Regions from separate parts of the Mus musculus genome. Here region 1 is linked to region 2. A link is a contact called in public ChIA-PET data. All regions are on one chromosome and are shown on one strand. The core of a region is the stretch at or near the end of the contact, and the rest is flanking DNA. Distances in the headings are between cores, read along the strand shown. Region 1 holds the start of Cenpw (centromere protein W). Region 2 overlaps Trmt11 (tRNA methyltransferase 11).

Evidence for each region. ChIA-PET counts read pairs in DNA pulled down with a chosen protein or histone mark.
Region 1: an RNA polymerase II ChIA-PET map of memory CD8 T cells shows a contact between it and region 2, with 14 read pairs. The contact joins the promoter of Cenpw here to the enhancer-like site in region 2. A contact is called at or near these places in 7 of 39 promoter capture datasets (the 3T3-L1 cell line, 3T3-L1-derived adipocytes, the C10 cell line and 2 more), 2 of 15 datasets of contacts at CTCF or cohesin (CD8 T cells and the NIH/3T3 cell line), 1 of 484 Hi-C or Micro-C datasets (Th1 cells) and 1 of 115 datasets of contacts at active chromatin or transcription factors (memory CD8 T cells).

Annotation. Positions count from the first base shown.
Region 1 is chr10:30,199,171-30,202,602 of GRCm38.p6, forward strand. Cenpw (centromere protein W) reads right to left here and starts at 1,370. Exons shown (of 3, transcript NM_001109747.1): 1 at 1,191-1,370. The coding sequence starts at 1,310.
Region 2 is chr10:30,537,022-30,540,487 of GRCm38.p6, forward strand. The region is part of intron 12 of Trmt11 (tRNA methyltransferase 11); the gene reads right to left. Among named protein-coding and RNA genes, the nearest start is that of Gm22623, 45 kb to the left of the region's middle. Within about 2 kb of position 1,605, at least 31 of the 459 cell types and tissues checked have an H3K27ac peak or open chromatin away from gene starts, as enhancers often do. A contact at or near this core is called in CD8 T cells, Th1 cells and memory CD8 T cells, where this site is marked.

The sequences.
Region 1 (3,432 bases), core at 120-2,619, 340 kb before region 2:
CAACTCTGCTTGACACCTAGAGCACTCCACCGGAGTCCATACAGCCACGGGTCACTTCAGGACAGAAAATGGAAACTAAGCTACTTGAGAAAGGCCTGACAATCCCTTGAATCAGCTAGTGAGCTCCTGGATATTCCTCATCAGGTGGGTTTTGTTCTCTGTTAGACTCCAGGGAAAACAGAAGAAACTATCAAAAGTGTATTCCACGGAAATCCCAGCTCACTTACGCTATCTCAACCACTAAGGAGTCAGGGATGTGGAAAAAAACAGCAATGGAGAGAGAGAGAGAGAGAGAGAGAGAGAGAGAGAGAGAGAGAGAGAGAGAGAGAGAGAGAGAGAATGTAGATAATTTTGTAGTAGTCAAGAAAACCAGTATCTGGAGATGGCTCAGTGGTTAAGAGCTCTGCATCCCTTGTCAGGCACTTGGGAGGCAAAGGCAGGGATGAAGGTTGGGGGCCGGGGTGTCTCTGTGAGTTCCAGCCTAGTCTACAAACTGAATTCCAGGACTTCCCCGGGCAGGTACAGAGAAACTCTGCCTTGAAAATCAACATACTGAGAGTGTTAGTGGTGGTGGCAGAGGTAGGCCGATCTTTGAGTTCGAAGCCAGCCTTGTCTACACATCAAGTTCCAGGGTAACCAGGGCTACACAGACAAACCCTGTCTTGAAAAAAAAACAAAACGAAACCAAAGTAAAACAAAACAACACCCCCCCCCCCAAAAAAAAGGGCAGAAAACAAACTGATTTTACTTTCAGGCTGTAACATTGTTATTTATTTTTGGGCCAATTAATTAGTGGAAAGCACTATATTTCAGGTAAACACGAGTCTGAAAAACGAGTCTTGAAAGTTTTAAAGACTTGACGCCACATCTACACGATCACTTTAGTAGGGGACCTAGTGCAGCGGCCATAGAGAAATGGGTTCGGTAAGAACATACAGGAGCTGGGGAGGCAGGCAGGGGCCCAAATCTGTTTCTAGCCGGTTTACCTTCCATACCCGGATCAATTAAACTAATCCCAGAGCCAGGCAGTCTCCTTAACGGCTGGCCCTGGAAGCAATAAGGGGGGGTGCGGGGCCTTCCCGCGGGAGTTTTGAACGGGCTCCGCGTCCTCCTTCCGCGGTCCCCCGGGGCAGGGCGCTCCGCGGCCGGTCGTGGCCGGCGGGCCTGAAGGCGGAGAGAGCAGGACTTACCAGGAGGTCGCAGCACCTCCCCAGACCTAGGTGAGGCTTCTTCTGCTTTAAGGTGCGCTTGAGGAAGGCGCGGGGCGCCTTGCGCTTTACCCGCCTAGTGACTGTGGTGGAGGGCGCCATCCTCGCGGCCCGTCGCACGTCAGGGCCGCTCACCACAGACTGACACGCCACTTGCCTCCCCACACCGCCGAGTGGTCGATTTGAATTGGCCGCCGGACGGCGCACGGCTGTGACGTCACTGAAAACCACACCCACCGCAGCACCGGAAGCGCAGGCTGGAGGATGGACTCCTCAGGAAAAGGGTGTGTCCTGCGAACCCACTGCTTCAAGGTCTCTAAGGCTTGCTTTGCTGTTTTTGTCTGTAGTTTTCTATGGTGCTGTAGTTCGACTCTTGGTTCCATACAAAGGATGAGAAATTGTGAAAATAGTCAATAAGCCCAGTAAAACCCTTCTGTGCTCACCAAGCTATCCATATAGCAACTGGATTCTAATGAATAAGAAAGTAAATGAAAGAAGTTTGTGTTTTATTAGGAACTTAGGCCCGATTTTTTGATATTACCAATAAGCAATGTATATTTTTATATTATTGCATTTGGCTTTGCATGAGATTCTTTTTTTCTTACACCAGATTTTCCTCACAAATGCTCTCCCTTCATTGTTCCCTCCCTTAATTTCCCTATAGCTTTCAAATATACTTTCTTTTTCTTTTATTGAAAATAGATTTCTTTTTCATAAGCTGTATTCTGATTGCAATTTCCCCTCTCCTACCAGCTCCAAAATGCTCCGAATTTCTGTTCCTATTCACATCAATACCCTTTCAGTCTCTCCTCAGAAAACAAAACGGGATCTAACAAATAGTAATAAAATAAAATAACAAAGCAAAAACAATCACAAGAGGGAAAAAAAACAGAAGAAAAAGAGCCAAGGAAAAACCACAAGAAAGCATTTAGAGGCAGAAGCACACATTTGAGCACCTAAGCATTCAATAAAAATCACAAAAGCAGAAGCAATATTATATATTCTTTTTTGCCATATAATCTTATATTTATTTTCATTCATATAGTAATGAGGCTACTGCAAGCCAATTCAGATATTGTCTTTAAAATACTGTGGTGTCAAAAAAAATAAGCCTACAAAATGCAATGTCTGTTCTTGTGTGTACACTGCATCCCCAGCTAAATACCTGTGTGCCAATTAAATGGTATTAAGAGATATGGAAGAAATTGATCCTATTAAAAGATTTTATCAAGAAGTTTATAATTCTTCAAAGTTTCAGAGGCTCATCAGACAGGAAAGACATAAATGTTGCTGGCGCTTGCATTTAAATCTCCAGGTCAAAACCACAGTCATTTTCCCCATGAACACATCATTTTAGGTCTTTCTTGACTTCTTCTGTCAGATTCCTAGGACATTCATTCTATCAAAAATGTTCTCTTTTTTTTTTTTTTTGCCTTTTTTTATTAGATATTTTCTTTATTTACATTTCAAATGCTATCCCTAAAGTTCCCTATACCTTCCCTCTGCCCTGCTTCCCTACTCACCCATTTCCACTTCTTGGCCCTGGCATTCCCCTGTACTGGGGCATATAAAGTTTGCAAGACCAAGGGGCCTCTCTTTCCAGTGATGGCCAACTAGGCCATCTTCTGCTACATATGCAGCTAGAGACACGAGCTCTGGGGATACTTATTCGTTCATATTGTTGTTCCACCTATAACGTTGCAGACCCCTTCAGGTCCTTGGGTGCATTCTCTAGCTCCTCCATTGGGGGTCCTGTGTCCCATCTTATAGATGACTGTGAGCATCCACTTCTGTAATTGCCAGGCACTGGCACAGCCTCACAGGAGACAGCTATATCAGGGTCATGTCAGCAAAATCTTGCAGGCATATGCAATGGTGTCTGGGTTTAGTGGCTGATTATGGGATGGATCCCCAGGTGGGGTAGTCTCTGGATGGTCCATCGTTTCGTCTTAGCTCCAAATTTTGTCTCTGTAACTCCTTCCATGGGTATTTTGTTCCCTATTCTAAGGAGGTATTAAGTATCCACACGTTGGTCTTCCTTCTTGATTTTCTTGTATTTTGCAGATTGCATCTTGGGTATTCTAAGTTTCTGGGCTAATATCCACTTATCAGTGAGTGCATATCAAGTGACTTCTTTTGTGATTGGGTTACCTCACTCAGGATGACATCCTCCAAATACATCCATTTGCCCAAGAATTTCATAATTTCATTGTTTTTAATAGCT
Region 2 (3,466 bases), core at 355-2,854:
AACAAACAGCAAATTCAATTTGTTTTCTTTCCCCGCCCATAGGTCTTTCAGTTCCTCTTAAGGCTCACACTTGGGTGATAACATTCAGCTCTACATATTTTAAACCGTACTCTCCTCTGTTCACACTGCCTCTCATCTCCATCAGGAACAGCTGGAGGCTAGGCTTCACTCAGTATCCTGAAGGCCATCAAGCTTCTCTGAAAGGGAAAGGGTGCTCTCAAGCAACCGTCTTTGACCTTCTTCATTCACTCAAGGTCTTTATTTGGTTTTTATAACCGTCCCACACCCACCCACGGAGATCAATCATGGTATCTATCATTTATGTATTGCAGAACCACAATTCTGTACATTTCTAATGAACAGAAATACTGCATGCATATGAAGTAGAAAGTCACAGCTGGGAAACCACAGAAGTGAAAGCTGTGGAGATGAAGAGTAAGGCCACAATGCCCACTTTAGGAGTAGTAGCGCTGTTGGTAAAAGCGGGTGTCAAAGAGAAATGAACAACTGCCTTCCCTTGGAAGTTTGCAGCTCTCTTTCGTATCAACTCCTCCTTAAGTAAACCTTGCATCTGACAACACTATTGCTTCCTGTCATTTCTCAGCCAGTAACTAAGCTCGGGAGGAAAACACAGAAACCATCAGAAACCAATAGCTCTCACACCTCTCTCCTTTCAAAGACAATCAGCAATTGTAAATGTTACAGGAAAGAGACGGGTTCATTTATAAAAGCACTACTATATTTGTTACCAACTGGGTCTTGTCTATGGTAATTATTTAATTTTTCTGCATTCTTTTCATCTGTGTTTTGGAGATAGGGAAACAGAGATTGAAAGAGCTTGAACGATCTGCCATAAGGCATACAGCTGGGAAGCAGCACTGTGGGGTTGCTGCCCAAGTCACACATCAAAGGCTCAATGCTTTTCTCATTATTCTTCTGTCCTTTTAAAAAACGAGACGTTATGTGAACACATATAGATGACTCAGTCAATTTCCCACATGGTAGATTAGTGGGTCCTTCAAAATGGAGCCTGACATTTAAAGGACATTCTTCGTGGAACAGCAATGTTATGGTAGCACACACTTTAGATCTCAGCTTTTAGACAGAGCCTCGTAACCACTGTCCTATCAGTATTGCTAATTGTACACATACGCCATCTAGGAACTCTAACACACTTGCCAAAGGAGCCTCACAAGCCAGTGGTTCACTTTCATGCACACACTACCCTCTGCTGGCTAATGCAGATAGTTCTTCTTCATGGGATTTCCTGATGTAGATGAAAACTGTTTCTAGCTGTGAAGACTGTACACCCGACTATCAGGAGCACCCTGCTTCATTTGCTGAAAGTCTTAACTGTTCAGAACACCTTCCATCATACAGCCCTCCTATGGCCAGGATGATCACACTAGACAGTATTATCATGGATGCACACCGTTTCATCCACAGAGAATGATGCAGAGCTAGGAAGACGTACATACTTCAAAGATTCTGAAGTGGTGCCACTCATCTGGGTGAAAAACAAGTCCTTCTGTAGAAGGAGAAAGGAAAAGCACACAAAGTTGCCCACAGTCACGTGAGCTGTGTGTGCTGCTCTGCTTCCTGCACAGCTGAGGCAGTGTCACGATTTACAGCCTAGACGGCCTTTAGACGCTCCACCTTCCTGCCTCTGCCACTGCACGCAGGGGTTACAGCTTCATCACACCTAGGTGACTGTAAATTTTGTATAACTTAGTTCTAAATTAAAAAGGCAGCATTAAAAAAGAACTTCAAGGACATTAAAAAGAAAGTGTTTCAGGTACTTATAACTTTGTACTGGAATGTAAAGGGAAATAAATTGTCAAGAAAAGGAACTACAAATCATGCAGCACCACAGGAAACGCCATTCTAAGGAGAGCTAAGGACACTCTGGATTACAGAAAGAACGCATCTTTAATAGTGCATCTCAATCAAGATGGTACACTGTTTAGACTGGAAAGGAAGCGAAGATCCTTCGCTGAAAACACTTAGGTAACCTTGCCCTAATTCTGGTCTTCCTGTGCAAGTCTGCCACTCTTGTCCTTCACCTCCTCCTTAAATAAAGTAAAAGTGGTACGTTCTCCACTTCAGCTGCTTCTGGTTTGTTTTACACGGGAAATAAAGCCTACTTGATATTATAGGACTAAAATAGTCTGTTCCAGGGACTTCAAGAGGAAACTAATGGTAAAATTTGGTTTATTTCCAACAGGAAATTTCTAGCTGTCCCCAATTACCTTTTCCTTCTCCTCCTTAACATGTTTAAATATTGTTCATTATGATTTTTATTGCAAATGAGGGGCCCCAAATAATCATTAAACAGTTCTATAAATACTAAACAGTTCCATATACACTGGACAGTCCCATATACACTAGACACTTCCACATATACTAAACAAACAGTCCCACATTAACAGTTCCACATATACTAAACCGTTCCATATACACTTGCATATATTGAGGAAAGGCCTGGAGGTCTGTGAGTTCACAGATCCTGGTGGGAGACATCAATGACACACTTCCAAGCACACTGGTGTTAAATGGTGGGATGAATTGGCAACCCGTGGGAATATAAAGGAAAGGACACTTATCCAAGAGCTGCAGAATAATGTAACCTTTATAAACATTCAAAGGCAGAACTCTATGTAAAGAAGCTGAATATGGAGAAAGCGAGTCCATTTTGGAACCTGAAAGGAGACTGAAAGTTAAGGCGCAGTGAACAGAAGACAAAGCGGCACCAACTACACCTAATGATAATACCAGGAACAGAGTCACCAAAACAATTTAAAAACTAGATTTTCATTATTCCCTTTCCGAAAAATGTTTTGGCCTGCTGTCCAGGAAATGAGATGGAAGGAGACTGTGCAGAAGCAGACAAGGCAGCTGGGAGACTCACAGTAATGAGGAAAGTGAGACCTTCTGGTGGATGGTTCTTAGGGGGATGTAGATATACACAGGAAAATCAGCTACTCAACTGTTCCAGTCTAGAGTTCTCGGAAGTCATCCTCGAGTCCAGCACCTTTGCCCCAGTTATCCATCCATCACATCACACTGTGTCTATCTCATCCCCAAACTCTTACTTCCTCTTCAGCTTCACATCCCCTCACTTCTGGTTCACAGCTCATCTCTTTACTTCTGGAGGTCTGGAGCCTTGTCAGAGCGTCACAAGCTAACATCCCCAGCTCAAGCTGCCCTTCACTCTGAAGTGAAGGGCAGGGTCATAATACATACACTTCTGCCTCTCTACGAACAAACACCCTTCATAGCCTTGCCGTCACTCATAGATAGGAGAGGCATACACCGGTATATAAGGCCTTTCACATGGGCATTGCTAGTTTTTCAGGTTGTCTCTAGATGTTTTTCTCCAAGACACCCAGCATCCATTGAAGCTGAAATATCAGGATCCCCTGCATATCCCAGAGCCCTTCTCATCCCTCCCAGACTTAAAACGACA